Regions from separate parts of the Canis lupus genome. Here region 1 is linked to region 2. Evidence: chromatin contacts called from public Hi-C data. All regions are on one chromosome and are shown on one strand. Each heading gives the region's core, a stretch centred on a gene start, on an enhancer-like site or on the middle of the called end of the contact. The rest is flanking DNA. Distances are from core to core; before and after follow the strand shown. Region 1 holds the start of CDC40 (pre-mRNA-processing factor 17). Region 2 holds the start of AK9 (adenylate kinase 9).

Region 1 (5,264 bases), core at 1,266-3,765, 390 kb after region 2:
TGAGTATTTTCTCCATTTACACATAAGGAAACTAAGGCACAGAGGTGTCCATTTTGTAAATTGCAAGGTCATTTCCTAACCAATCACCTGATACTACGCTATCAAGTTATATTATATGTGCGCCACTTCCAAATGCCATAAAACAATTACTGTATCTTAAAACAACTGCCTCTGCGATGCCTATGTGCAATTCTGTTTTATCCAGAGGGTTATGGCAACAAGCTTAAACAAGAGAAGCTGGAAGGGGAGGCTTACCAAAAGAACAAACAAAAAACAAAAACAACAACAACAACAACAACAAAAAAAACACTTATTTTTGGTAGTGAATCATTTATTTTTAAGGAAGGAGAGGTAGACAGTTTTTAACATCATAATCACGTAACCAACAGTTGTTCCTTCCATTTTCAGAAACATATTCCATCTTTCAGGTAGATGGTGCAAAACTGGAGCCTGCCCATCCTTGGAGAGAGAAGTTAGAAAAAAAAAAAGAGAGAGAGAGAGAGAGAGACAGAGACAGAAAATATCCTAACAGCAAGTCATGTTAAATACATGATATTGCAAAGAACTGAATAAATGAAAATAAAATAAAATTAGAGGAATTAGCAAATGCTCATTATTGGCAGTTGAAAAACCCCCACCTTCAATATGAAAGGCTTCCTTTCATTCAACTGAAGGCTAGGATCAGCAATAAAATATTCTATTACTGAAAAACAACCAAACACCAAAACTTTTCTCATTCAAGACTCCAGAAGACTGTAGATCATAGTCCTTTCTTCCAACACTCGCCGTAAAATAAAAAATACTTTGCTAACACAAAGTCAAGCACCTGGGTGGGGGGTGGGGGTGGGGGGGAGAAACCGCTCCTGGGAGCAGAGGCAAGCCTGCGTTTCTAATTATGCGATAGTACTACCAGCCCTTAGATGGAAGTTGCCCCCCGCGCACACTGAAGGTGGGCACAGGAGACGGGGCGGATGACCCACACATCAGTTACCGCACGAGAAACAGGACTTAACGGGTCCGCGGATCCACCACCGAAGACGACGTTAAATTGTGAGCCGAGGCTCCCCTCCTGCGGAAACGGGGTGGGGGGGGGGGGGCGGCGGGATGAGACCGGGTCCTATTCGAGCGTCTCGCTAGCCGGGGGTTAGCTAGATCAATTAATCGGCTGGATTAATCGGCGCCAGGCTGTGAAGGTTCGGGCCGGGATGGGATGCGCTTTCGGTCGCGTCCTCCTTCCGCGCGCATCCCCCGGCGAGCGCCTGCGGGCGGCGGCGTCGGAGCACACCGAAGCTAGGGGGCACGCTGTAGCCAGGGGAAAACAGAAATGGGAAGAAAAAGGTGCAATGGATGGATGCTGCAGAGTTGAATAATGATCCGGGCGGCACAATGGGCGAGTCGGGCCGACGTCGGGGCGGAGGGGCGGGCGGCCCCGGGGCGTCGCCTTACCTCTCGGTCCGTGACAGAAAGACGCGCGGCGCCCACACGCAAACGCACCGGCCGGCTGCGCGGAGCCTCCCGCACGTCGCGCGAGCCCGGGCTCCTCGCCCCCGCCCCCGCCCCCGCCCCACCCCCGGGGCCGCAGGGGGTGCCCGGCAGCCCAGGTGACACCTGCAGTGTCCCCACCTCGGGCGGCCTCGGGCGGCCGCCGTCTCCCTCGGCGTCTCCCTCGGCGTCTCCCTCAGCCCCCGGCGCGGCTGGCGGGTGGGCGGCCGGAGCTCCGGAAACCCGCGGCCGGGGGGGGGGTGGGGGGCGGGGGCGGCGCGCCCATCCCCGTCACCTTTACCGGGCGGGAGCGCCACACACACACCTCCGCGCGTTCCGGCCGGTGAGGAGGAGTTCCTCCCGCGGCAGCGCCCGCCCCCGAAACACAATTCCTGAGAGACTCGCGCTCACCGTGAAATCATGGGGGGCGGGGGGGCTTCTGCCTTACCCCGTCTTCATGCTTCGGTCCCCCCTCGGCCGCCGCGACTCCACCTCAGAGCCTCCAGGAGCGACGGGCTCCGGAGCGGAACGGGCTCCGGGCTCCCGGGAACGCCGCCGCGCCGCCGGACCCACCGTGTGCTCGACGCGCGAGCGAACAACGCCGCGAGCCGCCGCCGCCGCCGCCGCCGCCCCCCACCCGCCCCCTCCCCGCGCGCGACGCTCCACAACCGGGCGCGGCGATCCGCGCCTGCAGCGGGGGAGGGCGGGGGGGGCGACCGCGGGACCTCGGCACCTAATCTCCCGTCCCTCCCATCAGGACCTATTCTCCACCACTCAAGGGCTTCCAACTCAAGCTCCTCACTGTCCTCTTCAGCTCCCAGCGCCCGGGTGCCGCCGCGGTGGAGAACTCGGCCTCCGCCCCCTCAGCCGGCGCACGGCAGGAAGACGGCTTCCCCCCCCATTTCCCGAGGCTCTATGGTACTGCCCGATCCTCAATTTGGGGGAAGGGGATGGAGAGAACAGCGCTCGGCCCGGGAGTGAGGGAAGAGGAGAGCCAATTGAATGAACCCTCCGTCCGGGGGCGGGGCCGCGGAGAGGCCCGCCCACTTGGCCCCGCCCAGTCCCTCCCTCCGAACTACACTTCCCACTGCGCCTCTGCCAACTTCCCGCCGCGCTGCCCGCCGGGAGTGTAGGACCTGGCTGCCTCGAGGCACTTCGGGACTCGTAGTCTTTCGTCTGGCCACGTAGGTCCTGGAAGTTTTTAGGGACTGTAGAATTTTTCCTTTAATTTCCCTAGATAAGCGCTTCCGTGTTCTCAGCCCTCTTGTGCGTCTTCGAATACCACGTTGTGTACATCTTAAAATGCCGTAAGTGAGTTGTTAGCGAAGGAAGTAAAATAACGTGTGTGTGTGTGTATAATCCGTCAGGTCATCTGTCAGGACCTGGAAGCCGCTTCTTCCGCCCGGGCCTGGTCTCCGCAGAGGGTCTGTCGCCGTCATGTCGGCTGCGATTGCAGCTCTGGCTGCGTCCTACGGCTCGGGCTCAGGGTCCGAATCGGACTCGGACAGTGAGGGCGGGCGGTGTTGCCTGCCAGCCGCCGACTCGCTCATGCACCTGACGAAGTCGGCTTCGACCAAGCCCTCTCTGGCAGTGGCGGTGGACTCGGCTCCGGAGGTGGCAGTTAAGGTAAGCTCTGGGGCCCCCGAGGCAGTGCGTGCGGGACTTGCCCGCTTCTGCCGCGGCCATCGTCAGGCCCCGCGTTGCCTCCTCCGCGGGGCTGAGGTAGAAGTCGCCCGCGCTCGGATCTCTCCTCTTCCTCCTGCCGGCGTGGTCCTCGGGGGGGAGCCGGGGCTCGGAAGTTGCCCTCCGCTCTCCGGCCGCTCCCGGCTTTCGCCTCCCGCCACCGAGCGAGGGTGAGGGGTGGGGGTGGGGGGGCGTGAACGTTGAATTTATTGTGACCAGGACGTGGCCTGGGTGGCGCAGGTGTGAATCGGAACTTCCCAAACTAGCCTCCCGTCGAGGTGCGCGCTGGCGCGGCTTTGTTGCTGAGGTCAGAGCTGGATTCTGATCGCAGCTCCGCCACGTCTGTGAACTTGGGCAAGTCCTGCAAACCTCCGCTGTTCCATCACCCGGCCGGCGGGGCTACGTTTAGAAGTGCGTTCTCTCTCCGAGAGCGTTGTGTAAAAATTAAGTGAAATGATAACGATTGTAGCGTCTACTGAAAGTGCCATAAATGTCAGTTTACCCCCTTGTGATTATAGGTATGTGTGTAGGTACGTCTATGTATATATTTTTTAAAGATTTTATTTATTTATTTATTCATAATATACATATATATATATATAGAGAGAGAGAGAGACAGAGAGAGAGAGACAGAGGGAGAAGCAGGCTCCATGCAGGGAGCCTGACGTGGGACTCGATCCCGGGTCTCCAGGGTCACGCCCTAGGCCGAAGGCAGACACTGAACCGCTGAGCCACTCAGGGATCCCCTATGTGTATTTTTGTACTCAGACGTATAGTAACACAGCGAGAAAAGGCCGTGCTGGGTCCCAGGTGGGGAAAGTGATAGAGGGAGAAACCGGGCTGTACGAGTTCACTTAATTGTTTGCTGGAGACATGTTATTTGCCAGGGACTCTTCCAGGGGCTGAAGACACAGAGGCCAGTGAGCCAGGCACCTTTGCCATCTCGATGCATAGTGGAAGAGGCAGCCTTTAACACGTGAGCAAATAAAGTGATTACAGATTGGATTGAGCCCCCTGAAGGAAAAAAAATAATAATAAAAAAAATAAAAGAGTTCTGTGAGAGGGAATAAGGTTAGGAGCGTGGCTTCCATAGATGGGCCGGGGAAAAGTCTTTTCCGGAGAAGGCAGCTTTGAGAAGAAGGAGGAGAAGCCAGACATGTGCAAGGTAAGGCAAGAGTTGCCAAAGGAGACAGCAGAGCCTTGACATGGCCAAAGAGCCTAGTGTGTCTGAAGATCTGAGGAAGGGCTGGTGTGTCTAGAACCAGAGGAAAGCATCCACCAGCTGGTACAGGCCCAGGAGAGCTAAGTGGGGGTGACCGGAAGCTCAACATGTGGTGATGGGAGGCAGCGTACAAGAATGACTTTGGACTTCAGATGTTTCCTATGGAATCGTCTTATATGACATTAAACCATTTTGGATTTGTTTACAAAAAAAAAAAAAAAGAATCGTCACCTCGACGTGTCATGTACCTGAAACTAATATGACGTTGTATCTGATTAGACTTCAATTAAAAAAAAAAAAAAAAAAGATGTTCCCAAGTCTACTGTTATAACTTTTGAGACTTTTGCAAGTTTTTATGAATATTGCTTTTTTCATTTATAGAATGGTAGGAAAGAATGCTTAGGATCCTCCTATCTTTATGACAAAGTCCCCAAACTTGTGTCACTCTAGCCACGTCTGAAAGGCGTCATTCTTTTCACAGCTTGGCTTTTTTGGAGCTGTCCCTTCATCTCATTGTCTCCTCAACCAAGCACAACCTAGCTCCAGCCTCTTAGGAAGCTACTTCCTCTCCCTAAGAAATGGTGAGAACTTGTCAGGTTTTGCCATCTGACTTGAGTATCTGCCTCAAGTGACACTATTCTTAGAACTTTCTCTCCCTGTGGCTTCTGTAGGGCCATCGTCAGTCGTCCCATACCCTGTTCTTCTGTGTTCCCATGTGTGTTTCCTGGGACCCTGCCCTTAGTCCACCCCCACCCCCTTCATCTCTCCCGCTCTCTCAGGCCTTCAGCTTCAGTCTGAAGGTGTCACCTCACAGGTGAACCCTCTGAAGTGGTGCACAGAGCCTCTGGAATCCAGACCGTCAGGATTCAAATACTGT
Region 2 (5,356 bases), core at 1,058-3,557:
AGTAAAGCTCCATTTGGGATTGTGTGGGATTGAGATACTACTTCAAGATGCAAAATATGTTTTGAACTAAGGGTTAGGAATGGTCTGTCCTACCACCATTCTCAGTGATTGACATGAATTTGTACCACCTTTCCCTATGACTTCAGGCTCTGCTGGACTGCAGGTCCTGATTTTGATTGATGCAAGAGAGAGGCTTCTATCGGGGGATCCCCTTTGTTAGGTTTCACTGAATCTGAAACTGCTGCCTGGTCATATGTGGCTCCCCATGCCCATTAGGAGTTACTGCACTGGCAGCTGAGGATAGGGTTGCTGCTACATACTTGGTGCAGGGAGATACAGGTCTTGAACCCAGGGGTTTCTCTAAGACACCTCTTGTGATGATTATAGCGAGCACAACCTGACAAAATCATGGTAACAAGGGGGTTATACCCCTCTGGGATAAAGGCTGGCTACCATACTAAGAAAACAACTGAGACCAGCAGCTGGCCAAGGGTAAGGGAAATCTAGAATGAGTGGTAGAGGACAGAAGTGATGAATTCTCTGTTACAGGCCTAGGATTAATTGCAGTAGTGGATTCTGTAGCTTGTCCCACTAATCATCTTTTACTAAGTCCTTTTGTTTTAGAAACCGGGACCGGCCGCCACCGTGAAGAACTGGTGAGGGGATGGTGTGAACTTATGTGGGGGAAGGGTGGATACGAGTAGTACAAAGGTTGGAATGTAGCAGGTGCTATTAGTGCCCATAACCACTTGATAGGTACCTTTCCCGTGCATGGCCAGCCTGACTTCCCACTGCTAGCATGTGTGACCCTCTGCCAAAGGGTTCAACTTCCAGCTGCCATACATATCCAGTGGGCCTGAGCACAGGGCAGATGGGAAGTTCCAGGGAATTAAGGTTCTGCCAAAGCAGGCCTCAGATAATAACTGATGGGAGTTGGTGAATAAATCCTCCAGCTCTTTTGCCCTTAAGGGGGAAATAGTCTGAGATATACATCTCAGGATTCTCCAGTGAATTCAGCCTACAGAGAAATTTGCTTGATAATATTCCCTTAATCAGCTTCCTTTTGCTTACTGATGTTGTTTCCTGGGATTACTTCCCACCATACAAGGCACTTGCCCTCGAATTTTTGTCTCAGGATCTGCTGCTGGGTGAACCATAACTAAGACAATGTTCTAATGGAAGTGCTATATTACAATATGATATAATAGTTGAAAACTAAATACCGGAAACCAGAATTCAACAGATATTTTAAGAGTTGTTATCCTAAAGAAAAGCATAGTGCAAGTACTTAATACTCATACTTAGAAGAATTGGTTTCCATTTATGAAACAAAACAATGAAATATTCTTCCCAGTTCAAAGATCCAAGTCAATGTAAAATGCCAGAACTGACATGACCATCTTTCTAGTTCTTGGCAAAAGTAGGACCAAACTATGAAAGAAAATTAAAATAACAATTAAACACTTATTTAAAAAATTTGGTAGTTTCTCAACTTTAAATTTTAAATATGATCTCTAACATCTCACTGTTGGGTAACATAATCTGTACTATCACACTGTGTTATGTGTTTATACCATAATTCAATAGAATTTTTAAAAGTTCCCTCACATTTTTAGCGGTTGACAAAATCCCTAGCAGAGGGTTCTGCAGTTTACAGGCGGCCCATCTCCTGGGAGACCTAGCACTTCTGCTTGGGCAACGCCTTATACTCTCATAGCAGGTGCTCAGTATCTTGGGAATGAAGACAGTCGTTGGGATGGAAGATGGTTTTAAAAGTAATTTACAATAAATAAATAAATAAATAAATAAATAAATAAATAATAAATAAATAAATAAATAAATAAAGTAATTTACCCACATATGGTCTCACTCATACGGGGAATATAGGAAATAGTGAAAGGGATTAGAAGAGAAAGCAGGGGAACTGAGTGGGGAACATTTAGAGAGGGAGACAAACCGTAAGAGACCCCTAACTCTGGGAAACGAACAAATGAACTTCTGGTTGCAGAAGGGGAGGTGGGGGGAGGAGTTGGGTAACTGGGTGACGGGCACTCAGGAGGAGGGCACTTGCTGGGATGAGCACTGGGTGTGATACTGTATGTTGGCAAATTGAATTTAAATAGACACATTTTTTAAACACCCTGGAAAAAAAATGTTTTTAAAAAGCAATTTACCCAGAGATCCCAAAGTTTTAGTTTCGTAAGAAAAGGAATTGGTCTGCGGTCCCTGCAGGAGGTGAGAGTGCACTCAACTGATACAGACGGAATTGGGGGCGGGGGCGAGGACCCCCACTTACCCGGCCCCGCAGAACTCCCCGGCCCCGCGGTCGGTGCACCGGTTGCCTAGGAAACCCCCGCAGGTGCACGGCGCAGGGCCTCTTGGGAGACTCCGCCTCGGGAGGCGGGGCTGGCATTCATTCATTTCTTAGAGTCTTACCTATTCACTTTCGCTCCTAACTTTGTAACACATTCCTTTTCACAAACAGAGAAGGTGATGATTAGAGAGGGTATGTACCCCACCCACCAAGTTCACACACATCCGATGGGAGAAACCTAATTTTAACCCGCACGGCGCGCTACACTCGGCAGTCCATCGGTAGAATTTACAAATGGCCCGTCTCAGCCACAAATATGTGGCAAGTTCCGCCCAAATTGTGCAACTTCAGGTGATTTTTAAAAAAATTTTTTTTAAAAGATGATCTAAAAAAAAATGATCTAAGAGCTAAAAAAAAAAAAATTCCTTGAACCACACAACTTCAGGACACGATGGATTTTGTTGATTTTCATCCAGGTTGAAATTTCAGGGTAACAAAGAGATGCCAGGGGAAAGACACCGACTCTCGGGGAAGGGCTATCAGATAGGCTTCCAGGACAATAAAAGGCAGAGGTAGGCAGGGAAAAAACAAAAACAAAAAACCAAAAATAGTTTCGAATGGACCTAGCTACAATTCGGAGAAATGCTTCAAAAGAACCAACCCATCAAACCGTCCCCCTTTCCAAAGGAGGAGGACCAGATAAAGGAGAGCCTACGCTAACCGCGGGACCTTAACCCCGCCCACTTTCCCCCCCTGCCCGCATCCAAAATGGCGCCCTTGGCTTCCGGCCTCGGCAGCACGCAGGCTCCGGGAGCCTCTTCACGCCCTCTCTATGGTAGATCCTCCAGCCCCGCCCCCGACGTGCCCGGGGCGGGGCTTGGCTGGAGGTGGGGAGCGGGGATCCGGAAGCACCTGAGCTGGGCCCCGGTCTTCTGTTTGTGTGGTGCCCGAGGGGTGTTTGCCCGGCTGGAGGCCGGGGGTCTGAGGTGTCCTCTCCGCGGGCCTCCGGGGGGCAGTCTGGAGGCTGCCGCAGCTGGGCCGCGGCCTGGTGCCCTGTAGGGGAGCCCCCCCTTCCTCCGACCATGCCCACGGCCGCCGCCCCCATCATCAGCTCCGTCCAGAAGCTGGTTCTGTATGAGACCAGAGCTGTAAGTTCCCGGCGGGGCGCAGTGGGGCGCGACGCGGGGCGGGGGTGTGTGGCGGTGCAGCATCCCTAATCCCAGCATCAGCCTCCCCGGGGCCCCAATCCCAGATCCCCCTCCTCGGGTCCCTAATCCCAGATCCCCCTCCCGGGTCCCTAATCCCAGCATACCCCCTCCCCGAGTCCCTAATCCCAGCATCCCCCCCCCCCAGTCCCTAATCCCTCATCCCCCCTCCCCGGGTCCCTAATCCCGGCATCCCCCTCCCTGGGTCCCTAATCCCAGCATCCCCCCTCCCCGAGTCCCTAATCCCAGCATCCCCCCCCCCAGTCCCTAATCCCTCATCCCCCCTCCCCGGGTCCCTAATCCCAGCATCCCCCTCCCCGGGTCCCTAATCCCAGCATCCCCCTCCCCGGGTCCCTAATCCCAGCATCCCCCCTCCTCGGGTCCCTAATCCCAGTATCCCCCCTCCCCGGGTCCCTAATCCCAGCATCCCCCCTCCCGGGTCCCTAATCCCAGCATCCCCCCCTCCCGGGTCCCTAATCCCAGCATCCCCCCTCCCCGGGTCCCTAATCCCAGCATCCCCCCATCCCCGGGTCCCTAATCCCAGCATCCCCCCTCCCCGGGCCCCTAATCCCAGCCTTGGGCGGGAGTCTGAGGGAGCTTCGCCTTGTCCCCGCACCCAGGGCACTGCTGCTTTGGCTTGTCCGTGCTTCCACGGAAGAGTCACGCTTGGAACATGCTGGAAACAGGTGCTTGTGGCATCTCGGAAACTGTTCACGAAGTTCTGAACGAGTTACTGGGTTCTTTTAAGAAAACTTTCAGATTAAAACAAAACAAAACTTTCAGAAAGTCCATTAGCGGTCTGCCGTTCTCTGCTTACAGTACAGGCAAGAGTATGAAAAAAATATTTTTGACTTTTGAATGGGTAACTTGTGTGTGTTCATAGTCCGCGGCATACCAATCACTAGGATTGCTGTTAATGATGTGCCTTTTTTCTTTTTAAAGGATTTTATTTATTTATTCATGAGAGACACACAGAGAGAGGCAGAGACACAGGCAGAGGGAGAAGCAGGCTCCCTGCAGGGAGCCCGATGCAGGACTGGATCCTGGGACCCTGGGGTCACGCCCTGGGCCAAAGGCAGACACTCAGACACTCAGCTGGCGAGCCACCCAGGGATCCCCAATAATGTGCCCTTTTATTGCTAAAATACTTGGTTCTCCTTATTGGAAAGGGAAGGAAAATTTATTTTGTTTAAAGACATCTGTGTGGATAACATTATTTTGCTTTTCGTTGGACTGTTTTACAGCACTTTTTGTTTCATTACTTTGAATTGCCATGTCAACAACTTAGTAGTAGAATAAGATACGTTTTTGTGTTTAGAGTCTACTTCCCTAAGATTTATGGAAGTGTGCCTGTAGAAGTACATACTTTGTCATTTGTGTGGTTGGAAAATAAAGCGTAGCCTTTCTGATTTGAGGTCATGGTGATGTTAGGATCTGTGTTTAAAATTACACTGCATGCTAATAAGAATGCATATGCCAGGAGCCTTCCTGTTGTGCCGTAGAGTGTTTTATGGGGCATATTCAGTGGAACTTGGGCTCTCTTCCATTGCGTAAAGTAGGTACCTAACAGTTTCTTGGTTATAACACGGTGCCAATAGCACATCTGCCTCAGGTCACAATTAGTGGAGAAACATTGCTGACCGTAAATTAATTTTTGTTGACGACTTCATTTGATTAGATCCAGCCCAGAAGATGGAATTATCTAATATTCATAGATATCTTCAGTTGTTCTCTGAGGACAGTCGTACAGACGTATTTTGACATTGAAACAAAACCTTCTGCTTTCTGTAGTGTGCTGATAAAATGTCCCTGGTTAGAAACATAAATACTATATTTA

What was found. A called contact is a pair of places that touch in the nucleus more often than the background predicts.
Region 1: a contact with region 2 is called in a Hi-C map of blood, with 10 times the contacts expected there. The contact joins the promoter of CDC40 here to the promoter of AK9 in region 2. A contact is called at or near these places in 3 of 9 Hi-C or Micro-C datasets (amygdala and blood).

What each region holds. Positions count from the first base shown.
Region 1 is chr12:67,249,074-67,254,337 of UU_Cfam_GSD_1.0, forward strand. CDC40 (pre-mRNA-processing factor 17) reads left to right here and starts at 2,516. Exons shown (of 16, transcript XM_038554927.1): 1 at 2,516-2,666; 2 at 2,850-3,108. The coding sequence starts at 2,920. It overlaps WASF1 (wiskott-Aldrich syndrome protein family member 1), which reads right to left and starts at 2,482. Exons shown (of 9, transcript XM_038554931.1): 1 at 2,243-2,482.
Region 2 is chr12:66,859,797-66,865,152 of UU_Cfam_GSD_1.0, forward strand. AK9 (adenylate kinase 9) reads right to left here and starts at 2,308. Exons shown (of 41, transcript XM_038554914.1): 1 at 2,175-2,308. It overlaps FIG4 (FIG4 phosphoinositide 5-phosphatase), which reads left to right and starts at 3,230. Exons shown (of 23, transcript NM_001114625.1): 1 at 3,230-3,462. The coding sequence starts at 3,397.